Regions from separate parts of the Mus musculus genome. Here region 2 is linked to region 1. A link is a contact called in public HiChIP or PLAC-seq data. All regions are on one chromosome and are shown on one strand. Each heading gives the region's core, a stretch centred on a gene start, on an enhancer-like site or on the middle of the called end of the contact. The rest is flanking DNA. Distances are from core to core; before and after follow the strand shown. Region 1 has its middle 39 kb from the start of Gm19866. Region 2 has its middle 25 kb from the start of Gm35333.

Region 1 (7,630 bases), core at 3,435-5,934:
TTTGGGATTATTTGCATACATCATGAGTTGTCTTGGGAAAAGGGATCCACGCTGAGCCAGGAAAATCACTTACATTTCACTTGCAATTTATGCGCATAGCCTAGAGGTGATTTGGTGCAATATTTTCAGCACACCTGCATTTTAGCTGAGCCTGGTCACATGGGGTTTGCTGTGGAATTTTCCACTGCAGTATCAAGCTGTTTCTCAAAATGTTTCAGGCTTTAGAAACACTTGGCTTTTAGACCTTCGGATTAGGAATAGTCCTGTAAACTCACTTTCCAGTCCACATTCCTGTGCTCAACTGTTCTCAGTATTTCCTTTGTTTGCTATTAGAAGATGTGCGCTAAGGAATTCCTCAAGAGTATCGGTTCATATATGAGCCGGAGAAACACACCAATTTCAACTACATTTCAGTAACATCTGATTCGTAAACTTCACCAGCGCCTTCCGAACGAGAAGAACACTGGGCATTTTGCTTTTGTTGTCAGGAGGTTTTAATGACACTTTCAGAACAGAAACAGCACTTAGATGTGAGGAAACCCGAAGATATTTGTGCAAGACAAACCTGTGAGCCAATTATTGATTATCTGCTGGTAACGGCAGGTAGCCCAAGTCAGCCAACACAGTCATCAGTGGATACCATTTAGAACCGATGGGAATGTCATGAAAACAAAGAGAAATAATAGGGAAATGCAGATTACAGCATCAAGTACGGATTTGAAAATATGGTTGAGCTTTTGGAACATTTCCTAGGAACTGAATGTAACAGAACAAAACAAACAAAACAAAACAAACAAACAAACAAAAAACAAAAACAAAAAAACCCCAGCTCACACGCAGATGACTTGGGAAAAGGTCACAAGGATGGAGACCTTAGGGGAGAAACGGAACTATCTGAGTGTATTTGTTTCAAATCAAGAATTGTACTAATATAAGTATAAACTGGAAGAGCAGAAGTCACTGAGACTATCAGAAAGCAGATTTTTTTTTTTTAATTTCTTCCTGCTGTCACTGCAGGGCAGCCACACTGTGAGCAGTGTGTTCTGTGGGGCCATTTCTATTCTGTGACCTCGGGTGAAAACTTAGTTGGCCCTTTAATTTTCTGGTTCCCTTTATGAAATACAATCAGTGGGTATTTCAAGCCATCACAGAAGTCTTGGGTTCAGATCAAAATATCCAGGGACGTGTAATGGTTAAAACTTACATCTTAACTCCCCCCCCCCCCGCCCCGGCCCCAAGAGTGTCTCTATATTCAAGTAGGCATCACACTCACACTCCTCATCCTCCTGTCTCAGACCCCCAAATTCCAGGATTATAGTACCTACTGATAGGTTATTTCTCGGCCAGTGAAATGAACCAATTCAAGCCAGATTAGATTAGATTAACAGCAGGTTTATTGGGAAACTGCTCTTAGGTGAGGCACTGGCCCCAAGATTGAGTCCAGGGGAGTTGACATGGGGGGGGGTTGGGGGAGAGAAAGGGTGTGTATTCAGAGAGAGAGAGAGAGAGAGAGAGAGAGAGAGAGAGAGAGAGAGAGAGAGAATGGAAAGTTCAGGTTTGGGGGCAGGGTATGCCAGATAGGAACCAAGGGATGCTGGTAGAACCTGGAAGCCAGGGCTGCTTTGATATGAAAAATACTACTCCTGGCTCCTGTTTTATATTCTGAGGACTGCTATGGCCCCTAAGTCAGAGCCACCACAGATGTTGGAGGGACAGATGCAGCTAACTCAACTCCTCTGTTCCATAGGCATGATCAAGGCTCCTATTCCCTCAGGCTTGGAGTAAGGGAAGGAAAAGAGGATTCAAATAAGCATCCTTCCTGAACCACTAGCTCATGTTCTAGACTCTGACACTGTCGCTACTGGACTTGATGGCTATCTAACTCTCTGTCTTTCTCACGGTATGTGTCTCTGTCTCTGTCTGTCTCTCTCTCTCTCTGTTTCTCTCTGTCTCTGTCTCTGTCTCTGTCTCTGGGTGTGTGTCTGTCTGTCTGTCTGTCTGCCTGTCTCTGTGTCTGTCTTTCTGTGTCTGTCTCTCTGTCTCTGTCTGTCTGTCTGTCTGTCTGTCTGTCTTTGTCTGTCTCCTGTGCTCTTACAGTCTTATCAAATACCCTTTCCCTCTACTGTAGTTGTTTTGCTAGCTGGGTGCCTTTTCCTGTATATGAGGCTTCCAGGAGCCCCCTCCAGTCCTTCCATTAGGAGCCTGCGCCTTCAAATGGCCTTCTGAGTGCTCAGCGATCCACTCTAACCATGGCCTTCCCTCGAGAGTAGCATGCATATGGCCAAGAGGAAATGCTCCTCCATCCTTCACTCTGAAGATTCTTGGATATGGGCTGATTCCAAGGAGGTTCTCCTGAAAGCCAATATCGTATGCTGGGCCACATCTGTCCACCTCTGGAATCACAGTGGGATTAAACACAAGTCCACTAGATCTACTAAACTCTTCAGGGTGCACAGTAGGTTCCCCAGTGTGTCCCCTTGAGTCTGCCTCCCTGGGTATTAGGTAAGGGACAGGTGCTCACAGCACTGTCTTGCTGCTGGTTAAGGACTTAGCACACAGATGGCTCAAACCCTCCCTTCTCTCTCAGAAAAGTCTGATTCTGTGATAGCATTGGTCTGGGTAGGAAGGAAAGATATATAACAAAACCAAGGTTTGCCCATATCCTTCACACTTCTGCATCTGGTCTCCATCTTCACTGTGGATGCATGAATAAATAGATAATAGATAGATAGATAGATAGATAGATGATATGTAGATAGATGATGGATACATGAATATGATATATAAATGATAGAGATAGATAGGGATATATTAATGATAGATGATAGGTGATTATAGATGGTAGATAGATAATAAGTGATAGAGATAGAGAGATAGAGAGTGATAGATAGGTAGGCATTAATGATAGGTGGCATATTGGTGTAGATAGATAGATAGATAGATAGATAGATAGATAGATAGATAGATAGATAGATAGATAGATTATAGGTAGTGATAGACAGGTAAACAAACATAGATGGATAGTATTGGCAACTGTCCATCCCATATAACATAGACAATACAGGGTAGTGTTAAGCTAGGACTTCCAATTTAATACATTTGTAAACTAATTTTTTTCAACACATGCTACCGAAGCTGATCTTGGCTGCAGTTACATCAGCTGCTGGTTATGGGCAGAAGGAAAAATGGTGTGTTAAATACTAAAACAAGGTCTCATATGCAATCAGGATGCCAACATATATCCACATGGGGTGAAAGAAGAAACTAGATTAAATTCTCAGACCATTGCGAGGTTATAAAATGCCACACAAATGGGTCACATCAAACACCATTGGGGGAGCCCCTAGGCCAAGTCTTTGACCTCTGATACTGGAAAGCTCCCAAGAATCTTTCCCACCCTTGTCTTTGCAAATACTGAACACAGATTCACAGGCCCAGCTGCTATCAGCACAGGTAAACACAGCTCTCAGATCAGTCCCCATGGGCAAACAGAAGGATGATCAGCAACAACCACCACAAACACTATGAAGGCAAAGGGTTCTTACAGCCTTGGAAACCCTCCTGAAAGCACACAGAAGTGTTAGTGTTTGGAGCTTCCAGCGTGGATTGCTGATGGCAAGGCTCCCTTGAACTGATGATGACTGTATATTCATCATGACTCCTGAAGCAGTGAGGGACACTAAACATGGAATTAGCCTCAGAGGGCATAAAACCAGGAGCTTTCTGAGTAAGCTCACCTCCAGATTCCAAAATAGCAGAAGGTCAGCCATATCCATGGTAGGACTGAACCCCAACCTATCTCCGCATCTGCTCCTACCGTGGCTAGCCAGTTCAGTATCTTGGCATCCACTGCGATTTGTCACTTACAGCATGTCTTCAAGGGTCAGATGACCCAGGAAGAGTCTCAGATAAGCCCTGACTCTTCCCAGGATTTAGATTTAAGATAATATACAACAATAAGCTTCTAAGTGTTCCTAAATTGTCTTCAAAAGTCCCAGAAACATACATCAATGCATCTTGAGTCTTCCACACACATGAAAATTCTCTTCCCAAAGAAAAGCAAAGTCAGGTCCAGAAAAAAATCATGTCCGCAGGAGAAAGCACAAGCAAGAATGTTTTAAGGTCCTCACGTCGTTGCCATCAGAGACATGGTGTGAATATCTACATGAGGTCACAGGTAGTTTCATGATTATAGGGTTCCTGTGCCTTCAGAAAACATTAGCTGTTTCTGATACAATTCTCAATACAGTACAAAAGCACAAACAACCCCGAGTACAGCACAGATCCATAGAGAGAAAAGCAAAGCCGCTTCACACTCGGATGAAACACCAGCCCCACTGGAGGGGAGGGAAAGCACAGCCCTATCATTAATTAAATGTCCACCAAGCTGACTTGGGAAATACGAGGTTACGTGGGATCTGACACAGCAGAGCAGATGCCAACATGCTGACTTCTCACAAACCTGCCTGCCTCTTCCTCTTCCTAAAAAGGGCAACATCTGCTCTTCTCCCTTGAGAACACCACCAGTGCCTGCTTAGACAGCAAGTTCTGTTTGCTATGATGCAACTTTCTTAACAGGAAGTCTAAACCTCAGCTCCTGTAAAACCAACCAGCCCAGCCCCAGGGAGACTCTCCTTGGGGCAATACAACAGCCACCCTCAGATGGTCATGTGGTTCTGACACTGTCTGTCCCTATACAAACCACAAATATTTCTGATTAAGGCTAGGTCTCTTTAAGCAATAGCTAGAGGCTATAGCTGTGCGCTAAGAATATAAACAAAGAATAGCAGCTTGTTACCATCAAGCCAGTGATACTGATGGAGTTACAAACTATTTCTAAAGAATGATGTATAGCTCACAGGGCAACCTAGTCACAGCCTTATCAACTCTCAGCAAATGACTATCAAAGAATAAAAAATTCATTTCTGTGCTTTGCATCATTCCCTGCCCCCTTCTCGGCAGTCACCTTTCCAAATCATGACCCACTGATGTGTGTATGGCCACATTGTAACAGATCTTAAGATCCTGGCCACTTCAACCTGCTTCTGAGAAACACTGTCTCATTTGCTCCTCATGGTGAAGCTGCTGCTGCCATCTGCCCTTGTCATAAGTGACAGACCAGGGATTCAGAAGAGCTAAGAGACTGGCAGGACACCATTCAGCAGCCACGCCGCCAGTGCTTAGAAAGCATCGTCTTCTCGTCTTGTTGCTTTATTGCTTCTCAACTATGACAGGTTCCAACTTAAGTTCTATAACTTGAGATCTTGAAGCACCTACAAAAGAAGACCCAGAAACCAACAATCTCTGTGTCCATTGAGGTGGTCTATAGAAAAGATTGGAGCCCGGGGACCACAGATAACCACTCTTACCCCAGCTCAGGAAGCAAACTCTGAGGACAAGGGAAGAGGCAAACAGAGTCCTTCTGTGCTCACCAGAGTCAGCAATTCCGGTTTTATTAGACAACGCATGAAATTGCATGGCTTCCCAGACCATCTGCTTTCCCTTTGTCAAAAAATAAAGGGGGGAGGGGGTTACAAAGGTCAGGGAGCCAGCATTCTTTCACTTATACAGTTGAAGTGGGCCATAGACATTCCCAAGATCTTAAGACGAGTGTCGCTGGTTCTCCCTACATATGGCAGTCATTGAGCAGTGACAGTGCTGGGAGGCAGCCTTGCAGACTCTCCTCCCAACCTTTCGGGCTCTTGCAGGCTGCATCCCAAGACTTAGGACTCTAAGGTCACAGCATCCAGGAACAGGAAATGGTGGACCTTAATCAACCTGGCCTTGTTCTGACAGCATCCCCAAACTCTCAGCATCTGTTGGTTCTCTGTATTGGAAAGAGGTGTACTCCTGTCCCCACAAACAACAATCTCATCCACCAAGCTGCTTGGCGCCTTACAAAAGACATACCACGTTCCACTGCAATGTCCTGGCTCAGAGGGACTCTCAGAGGGGGACAGGATAAAACCCTCTCACATCTGGACAGCATCTCCAAAATGCAGTACAAGAGAATGTTCCCCAGGAGACGTAAGCATATTTATGATCCCAAAGTTACAGTTGGATAAAGCAAGCTAGAAAAAACTTGAACTCCCTCTGTAAACTAAATTGGTTAAATATGCTGTGTCTGGGGGCAGGGGGGGGAGAGGAAGCAGCACAGAGATGCAGCCTCATGAAACCTTCTGGAACATTCCAGGGTTGTTTTCTAGAGAAAAGGCAGGCAGATGGGTCAGAAACCAGTGGGTTCTAGTTTAGCTTTTTAAAGCAGTCCTGGCCCCATTTGTTTTTTTGGTTTTTTGTTTTCAGCTATGTCTAAATTCCTCTTGGGGTCTGGAGTTGAAAGATAAGGTACCAAATGTTCGAGGCTGAGTGAAGCAACGCCCCATGGAGCCCGTTTCTTACAGTTTCTTATTTAAGGCACTAGTAATTATTCTGAGCTGTCTTCCTCAGGCACGGTGAAGGCAGGTTCTAAACTTCTTCCTCTCCGTCTCCCTGCCCTCCCCACAGTTTAAGGAGGAACAGGAGGCATGTTCTCCCCCTCTGAGCTGCACTTACTGATGACCACCGGTCAGCTCTAGGCTGCCTGGGCTCTGAGGTACAGAGCGGCCGGAAGTGATTTGCAGCGGCCGGAAGTGATTTGCAGCGGCCGGAAGTGATTCGCTGACGATTTATCCTCAGAGAACAAAGATTGGAACACAACAGTGATTTTTGTTAATAATATGAAAGTAAATAAATTTTCTGAATATAAATCACATTGGCGAGAGTTTCTAGGTTAAGTGTCCATACATTTCCAATTTAGAATAGAAAAGAAAAAAAAAACAGCAATCTCATGTTGATATAAAACTAATGAGTTTTATTCAATAAAATAATCAGTCATCAGTTAACTAAACAAAAAAAAAGTTATTAAAGCAAATACTAAGGTATTTTGAAGAGAAAAAAAAAAAAAAAAAAAACACAAGAGGGAAAAAAGGCCAAAATCTCTCCTGGAGCACGCAGGCCATGCTAATTTATAGACAATTTGCCATATAATAGCACATTTCTAATGATCTTTATTAAAATCTCCCTCCAGCCAAAAGGTGTAGGTACCATATTCTTTCTTTTTAAGCCAAAGAAGGGGAAAAAGAAGTATGGTATCCATAGCCCTTCAAATTATTTCCTTAAAAACATAATTTTAAGTACAATTGAAGTAAAAGTATTTGAGCCCATTCCTTTATTAGCTTAACAAAATACATTGGGAGCAGGGATGGAGAAGGCCTAAGCTGCCCTGCAGGACCTCTCACGGAGTTCTGGGAGAAAGTACTGGAATCGCTTAGAACATAATCTTCAGGTGCTAGCCCTAAACGTTCCACAAACTACTCAGCTGGGACCAGTTTTGTGGCTCCCAGGAGTAAGGATGTTAATAGTAGCATCCCATCCATGTACAGGCGACACAGGAACCCACTGTCATGGCTGAGCGGTACAGTCACTCTTGCTTCAACACCTCACTCCGTACTGCCGTTCCACTTTACACACGAGGAACACCGAGGCTCCGGAGCTCCCCAGAGCTATTGGGCAGGAAGCAACTCCTGGGACTTTCCTGGCTCCAGCTCCTGCGAAGATTTAACTAAACACAATGCTTGAGAAAGTCTCACCT
Region 2 (7,630 bases), core at 2,416-4,915, 530 kb before region 1:
CTAGACAAGTGTCCAGGTTCTCAGGTAGGAATACACCAGTCAGCAGGCAAGCAAGGCTGAGTGACTAGCAGGGTCAGAGCTCTCGCCCTTCAGTCTTTTTTAGTAGCTCCATGTGTCCCAGAAGCTTTGATGGAGGGCCTGTCCCATCTCCTAGTTGAGAGTAGGTAGGCTCTGAAGTTAGCAATCTGGGTTTTACTGGAACCGGGACTCCAGTCCTTGAATCCCATCTCTACACCACCTGCCCTCAAGGCATCTTAGGCCCAAGACTTGCTTTTCTATAGCTTCACTGCAACATATAACCTGGTGTCTTCTAGGTCCTTGTCATCTTCTCTGGCCTTCTGCACAAAATCAAGCCACCTGAGAGGTATAGATTAAACTCAGCTATCAGAAGGAATAAAATCCACTTGCTGAAACATTCATTCTCTGAGTTCATGGCAGTAATTGTCTGTAACAGCCAAGACATGGACCAGTTTAAGTGTGCATCAGCTGCTCAAGGAAAAATGGAACATGCCTTCCTGGAATACCCAGCCTCAAAGGAAGGGAATCCTGCCATTTGTTACTGCACATTTGAGCCTCAGAGGCTTAGTGAACTGAGACAGATATGACTTGAGTGAGATTATCCACTATGAGCTCCGATGTTCGAGCACGTGGTCTTCAGTTGGTGGCATTGTGTAGGAAGGTTTAGAAAGTATGGCCTTTGTGATGGTTTATGTGTGCTCAACCCAGGGAGTAGCACTATTATTAGAAGGAGGCCATGTTGGAGTAGGTGAGACCATGTTGGAGTGGGTGAGGCCATTTTAGAGTGGGTGTAGCCTTGATGGAGTAGGTGTGTCACTGTGGGCTTTAAGACCCTCATCCTAGCTGCCTGGAAGTCAGTATTCTGCTAGCAGCCTTCAGATGAAGATATAGAACTCTCAGCTCCTCCTGCACCATGCCTGCCTGGATGCTGCCATGCTCCTGCCTTGATGATAATGGACTGACCCTCTGACCTGTAAGCCAGCCGAATTAAATGTTGTCCTTTATAAGAGCTGCCTTGGTCATGGTGTCTGTTCACACCAGTAAAACCCTAACTCAGTCAGCCTTGCTAGAAGAAGTATGTCACTGGAAGCAGGTTTGGAGAGTTTAAAGACTCATGGTGTTCTAGTCTGCTTTTCTGTTTGCTTGCTGTTCAAGACATGAGCCTCAGCTTTCTGTTTCCGCTGCTATGAGTGCCATTTGTTTCCCACTCTCCCCGCTGTGACACACTCTTATCCCTCTGCAACCATAAGCCAAACTCTCCTTCTATCAGCTGCCTTGGTCATGGTGACAACATAACTAATACATAACTAATACATAGCCATGGGCAGATACTGCCTTGGGTGACTCTTGTGAATTTATCTAAAGATATCAAGCCCAGAGAAACAAACAGAAGCAAGGTGGTTACTTCAGGCTAGGTTGCAGATGGGCGTGGTGTGTGGTTAAAGGATACAATGTTTCCATTAGGAATAAGTTCCAAGAGTCTACTGTACCACACAGTGACAATTGCTGATAATAATTTGTAATATACATGGAAATTGGTGCATAGATTTAAAATGTACTCATCGTAAATATATAGCACAATGATATGTTAGTTGTCTTGATTTAATCATACCACAATGTATATAGATAGGCCAAAACATCACATTGCATACTATGAATATATTATTCATACTCATTCAGAAAAAAATAATGGACCTGTCTGTGAGCTCATGTGACTGGATGTCCACACCAGACCCATGCCCTAACCTACTTTCTTGTCTTTGAAGATATCTCCACTAGAGATGAGGCTGGAGGTGGTGGGGGTTACCAAGGGCTGCCCTGGAACTGGTAACTCTACCTGAAGCCTCTTGTGAAATTCTTAAGAGATGTGATGCCACCCTGCCTGGACCACATAGGATTCGTTATATGATTGACAGGGGCAGGGGACATCTGGGTCAGACCTTTGATCACAAATGCAAAGATCATTCCTCCTCAGTCTTGCGTCTGCTGCTGTTTCTAGGCCTGGTCTCAAAGTCCAACAAGCTTGTGTTTTGTAAGATTGCTTTTTCATGACTGAGTCTTTGAGAAGGAAGGGCCAAAAAGGTAACGAACTCCAGTCTGTCTTCGGTGAGCTGCACCTGCCTAAAGCATTTCCACACTCCCACTCTAATGGCGACTTACCTTTCTTAATGACCATGGAAGATTGTAGTTTCTCTTTGTTGTAACTGGAATGCTAAAGCTGAACAGCCCTGATATGAAGATCTGAAATCAATATACTCCAGTCCCCTAAAACGTCCTGAGGACCCACACAGCCTTCCAAGATCGGTATAGGTTGGGACATTTTGCACTTTTGATACTTTGGGTTAGGTGTGTTCAACTGCAATGCCCACTTTCTGTTCCTGTACCTTTTTGGATAAGGGTTATATAGTCAATCCTGCATTTATCTTTATAGTTTTACTTTTCTTTTTTTAAGGACCTATATTCAATAAGGAGAAGCTCAGTATTCCAATGGTGGAGGCTGCCAAGGGATCATGTGGTTTAACCCTCAGTTTTCCAGAGGAGGAAGCCAAAGTAGCAGGAGGAGAAGAACCTTTCCCAAGTCTCAAAGCATCCTTTATTAAGGCTCGTGGCCGCCTGCTTGCACAATCTCCGAGCTGCTTCTCTTCCCCTTATTATCACAGTAGGAAAGAGAATCACTAAGATGTAATTTTACTCCTAGTTATGTGTGCACATGTGCATTTGTGCGTGGGTTTGTGCAGGTACACAAGTACCTGGATGTTAGAAGATGGTGCTGGGTCCCCTGGAGCAGAAGTTGTGAGACTTGGGTGCTGGCAACCAAACCCAAGTCCCCTGGAAGAGCAGAAAGCATTCGTAAGCACCGAGCTCTTGATCTAACCTCAACTCTCTGCTTACTATAAATAGCCCTTTAGAGAAGAGATTGTCAAATGAAAGCATTTTAAAAATCCAAATATTCTCATCACAGTAGTATGAGTTTATTCACAGACCCACAGACAGACAATGAAGTGGTCACCAGAAGATATGATGTGGCCTCCTTAGGCCTTGGTTCTCTTGTGCCCTAGGATCTCTGTGTCCAGTCACCAGTAGATTCAGGGATGGGCATTTAGAGAAGGCCTGTGAGACCCGGTGGGGTAGGAGATGGCTTGCAGTTTACAGGCCTGTGCAGGCTTCATCTCCAGTACTGGTTTTCTAACACTGCCCTTCCAGTTGGCATCTGCCTGTTCTCAGTTGTGGCTGTGTGGGGGAGGTAGAAGCGCGTGCTTCCAAGCCCTTGGGGATGCAGTAATGAGAACCATGTGTACACGGAATGCTGAAGGAGCCACACCTGGGACGTATTCAACCCATGACAGACACCCGTGTGGCCAAAAAAAAAAAAAAAAAAAAAGCCAGTGCCTTTTGACTGTGCCTGTTTTATGAAAATATGCAAGCAAACACACACACACACACACACACACACACACACACACACACACACACACACCGATAAAATTGCTGTGGAATCTAAGATTTATGTGTGATTTCTCCCTTCCCTCCCTTTCTCCCCCTCCCTCTCTTTCTTTTGTCTCCATAAATTGCAAAAGGCTTGGCCGCACTTAGACCAAGGAGAGCCAGGGAAAGAGCAAGCCTGAGTCAGAAGGGAAAATCAGCTCTCTTCTGCCTGGCGCACACCCCCTTCCTTCCCCCAGGGACTCTCAAGTTACCTTCCTAATGAAAAACAGGCCTTTCAAAAAATGACTTGAGACCAAATGAAAAACGATTCGCATCTGAGCCTCGGCTGTTGGGGATGGGCCCTAGGATTTATGACGAGGAATTTTGTGGCTCCCTACCCCGCCATCCAAGTCCTGGAATTACTAGGAATATGGGGATAAGAGAGACTGGCTGTAACTAATTCCATCAACAACAAACAGACAAACAAAACCAACCAAACAAAAAGCAACATCAATAACAAAAAAACCCATATACTGACTCTGCATGAACCATGTTTTCGCTCATTTTGCTATGAACACGCGAATAAGCGATCTCCTGCTGCTCTGGACTCCAGGATCCCAAAGTTCTGGGTATCGTTCAAAGCAGAGGGGTGGGGACAGAGGGCTTGCAGGGTGAACACTGCCTGCTGCTGGTTTGGCTGAAGGTGCCCATTAAGACGGCTATTGGTCTGTCCCACTCTGCCTCCTGCCTTGGGTCCCCCCTATTTCTTGAATTGTGTTCAGTAACAGCCCTCTGGTAAGTATACCACTGGCTTCCTGTATACCCTTGTTCCCTGGTGTTATCCTTAGGGCTTTATTGCTGTGAAGAGACACCATGACCACAGCAACTGTTATAGAGAACATTCAATTGGGGCTGGCTTACAGTTCAGAGGTTCAGTCCATCCTTGTCATGGTGTAAGAAACATGGTGGAAGGCAGACAGACAGAAATGGTGCTGGAGAAGGAGCCGAGAGTTCTCTATCTGGATCCACAGACAGCAGGAAAAGCAAATGACCCACGCCCGACCTAGCTTGAACATCTGAGACTTCAAAGCCAGCCCCTGCCGTGACACACTTCCTCCAAGGCCACACCTCTGAATAGTGCCCCTCCCTATGGGTCAAACATGCAAACACACAAGTCTGTGGGGGCCATTCCTACTCAAACCACCAGGAAGCTGGCATTTCCTGAATTGTGCCATCTCAGCCATCCTGCCTGTACAACCTCACCATCCCAGGTCTCCTTCTTCTTTTTCCCTAAGTGGGTTTCTGCCTCTGCCAGGTGCTGCTTCCCTGTGTGAAGGACCAATTCTGCCCCACTGTAGTATGGAAGGAAGCATCTCTGGTACCCACAGGCCCTAAACTCCTTGGATGAAGGGAATATATCCATTGTCTCTGAAACCCCAGCTGTGTTCAGGAACTCCAGTGTAATCATTAAGGTTCGCTTTTCCTATGGCTCAGATGTCTATGCTCTAGTGTTTGCTTATTCTTTTAGGTAGCGTCTCATACCCACCCCAACAAGGGATAATCAATCCAGGGTCATTATCTCTAGCTCATCCAGAATGACAAAGAGCAAGATACTTCCTTCTGGACTCACTCACTCCTGGGATGTCTCTGGCTGGCAAAAGTGAGTCGGGCACCTTCTTCCACCCATTCTGTGGCTCTGTGGATTATGTGCCTTGATGCCCAGGTTAGTGACATTTGGCCCATTTCTGAGACTGGAGGTATAGTCCCCAAAAGTCACATTGTAGAAGTAGGTCATGCTCGAAGTGTTCAAAACAACAGAGAGCAGATATTATAGATGAAAACGGATGGCTATTGCATTTGAGACAAAGATGGAGGCAGAGCTAGCCTGTCCACAAAGCCAGAGTACAGAAGTGCTTTTTGACCATGGCCAAGGCTGGCAACACATGTACAAACGCATTCTCTTCTGCCCTGCACTTGGAGTTGAGAGATGGCCCTGTTCTATAAAGTGAAATGTATCCTTGACTGGAACAGAAAGGTAAAGCTACTTTCTCCAGGCATGTGGAGGGTTCCCTGGATCATCTTTTGTAACCCCTGACTGTAGGAATACAAAGAAGATGTGTTCTAATGACTGCTCCTTTGTCAGACTTACTGGGTGAAAGCCAAACAAGAGAAGGGCTGAAGCCAGAGACTCTTCAGGTAGGCAGTACCATGCTGGAGTGGGAGGATCAACCGGGAAGGAGTGAGGAGGGGAGGCGGTGTTAGCCTCATTGTTCCAATGGAGTCTGTATATCTAAGCAGGCATTAATGGTGGGCAGGTCCCTCCTTCTCTGCTTTATTTATCTATCAATCATTTCTTTCTATTTACTGGGAGTACCTTAGAGTATCTGGCATACCCTAAGTTTTCAGTAAATACATTTGAGTGAACAACACCTGGGGAAACCGCCATTCGTTTCACAGTTATAGGGAAAGTGAGCTTGAAGTGACAGCCCTGGAGTTGATGCTCCTGGTGTGAGCTTCTGCCATCAAGAAGCAGAGTGGTTTCTTGGCATCCATGGGGAAGGCTCCAAGGCTGCCAAGGGTATCAGTGTCTGTACACGCTCAAGTCTTTCACATAAGTAGGGCAGTATTTGTATATAACCGCTCTCATCCTCTGCATGCTGTCAAAGATCAAGTGCTATGTAAGTAACTGCACTGCATTGCTTAGGGAATAACAGGGCAGAGGCTCTGCACATGCCCAGTGCACAGGAATTATTTGGGGGTGTTTTTATGATATGGTTGAGTGAATTTCAGGTGGAGAACTGTCAGGGAGGGAGGAATGGCCATCCATGCAAGGTTAATAGAACCCTTTTGATTTGAATAGCATGATAAAGATGATGAATGAAAATAATAGCTCATGGTGGGGCTTGACTGCTCTCAGTCCCCACTACTCACACAGCCTCTTTCCCTATTCCTCCTCCCCTTCACCTCTGAGAAGGGGGAGGTCCCTCTCAGGAACCAACCCACCCTGGGACATCAAGTCACTGCAAGACAAGATACATCCTTTCCCACTGAGCCCAGACAAGCCAGCCCAGTTAGGAGAGCAAGATCTACAGGCAGGCAACAGTGTCAGAGTAAGCCCCACTCCAGTTGTTGGGGGACCTGCAGGAGTTTGTGTGAGAGTTCTAGATCCAGCCCTTGTATGCTCTTTGGTTGGTGGTTCAGTCTCTAGGAGCCCCCAAGGGTTCAGGTTAGTTGACTCTGTTGGTCTTCCTGTGGCGTTCCCATCCTCTCCAGGTTCCTCAATCCTTTCCCCAGCCCTTCCGCGAGACTCCCTGGGCTCCACCAACTGTTTTTCTGTGGGTCTCTGTGTTATTCAGTGCAACCAACCTTGCTTACTGAAGTGAAAAAATACGATTTATTCTCTTGCATGAACAGTCCACATTATTCCAGGAATTCCTTGGGCAATTGGGGCTTACAGGTAGGTTTTACATGTTAGAGGCATTTTGTTTTCTAGGTCTCTTAAGCACAGCAATTAAAACTTAAAGCACGACGTTAGCCCTCAAAGAATCAAGCAGAGGTTGTCATATGTGCAGGTGATAGAACTTCGGTTGCAGATAAAGTTATGGAGTGCTTTGTGCTTCTGGTGCTACTGACACAAAGTGCTTGGCATCAAATAATAAATTCATCGTTTCATTGTACAGGAGACCAGCTGGAATGGGTGGCAAAGGGCAAGAGCCACAGTTTTTGGAGCTGTTAGCTCTCCTTGTCAATCCTAACACAACCCACAGTATTTCTCTATTTATGGACATTACTTTCTAAGGCAGACAGTTCTCCAGATGAAGCCATCCCTTGATCACGGTGGCCCACAGAAGGCTTTAGCTCATTCATTCATTCATCATTTAGCTCTAGAATGATCTAGAATGTGGTCTGCTGAACATATGATGGCTGATTGTGTTGTCTCTTCTACGAAGACAACCTCTCTGGTCCTGGGTTTTTATTCTTAGAGGCTACTGAGGGTGTGTACATAGCAGTCTCTACAAACCCAGTTAGAACTGGCCTCAATCTGTTGTGTAAAAACAACGTTGGCACTGACTTTGTGACCATCTTCCTTTTTGTACTTTTATTTATTCAGTTTTAATTCACTCTCCTGGAAAGACTACCAAAATGTGGCAAAGGGAAGTGGCTCTGGATCCAAGTCCAGGCTCTC

What was found. HiChIP or PLAC-seq counts read pairs in DNA pulled down with a chosen protein or histone mark.
Region 2: a contact with region 1 is called in an H3K27ac HiChIP or PLAC-seq map of embryonic fibroblasts, with 11 times the contacts expected there. The contact joins two enhancer-like sites. A contact is called at or near these places in 1 of 15 datasets of contacts at CTCF or cohesin (the NIH/3T3 cell line), 3 of 484 Hi-C or Micro-C datasets (the C2C12 cell line, cortical neurons and muscle stem cells) and 3 of 115 datasets of contacts at active chromatin or transcription factors (embryonic basal ganglia, embryonic fibroblasts and stem cell-derived neural progenitor cells).

The regions. Positions count from the first base shown.
Region 1 is chr13:59,872,760-59,880,389 of GRCm38.p6, reverse strand. No RefSeq gene overlaps it. Among named protein-coding and RNA genes, the nearest start is that of Gm19866, 39 kb to the left of the region's middle. Within about 2 kb of position 4,684, at least 111 of the 459 cell types and tissues checked have an H3K27ac peak or open chromatin away from gene starts, as enhancers often do. A contact at or near this core is called in the C2C12 cell line, the NIH/3T3 cell line, embryonic fibroblasts and 1 more, where this site is marked.
Region 2 is chr13:60,405,931-60,413,560 of GRCm38.p6, reverse strand. No RefSeq gene overlaps it. Among named protein-coding and RNA genes, the nearest start is that of Gm35333, 25 kb to the left of the region's middle. Within about 2 kb of position 3,665, at least 98 of the 459 cell types and tissues checked have an H3K27ac peak or open chromatin away from gene starts, as enhancers often do. A contact at or near this core is called in the C2C12 cell line, the NIH/3T3 cell line, embryonic fibroblasts and 1 more, where this site is marked.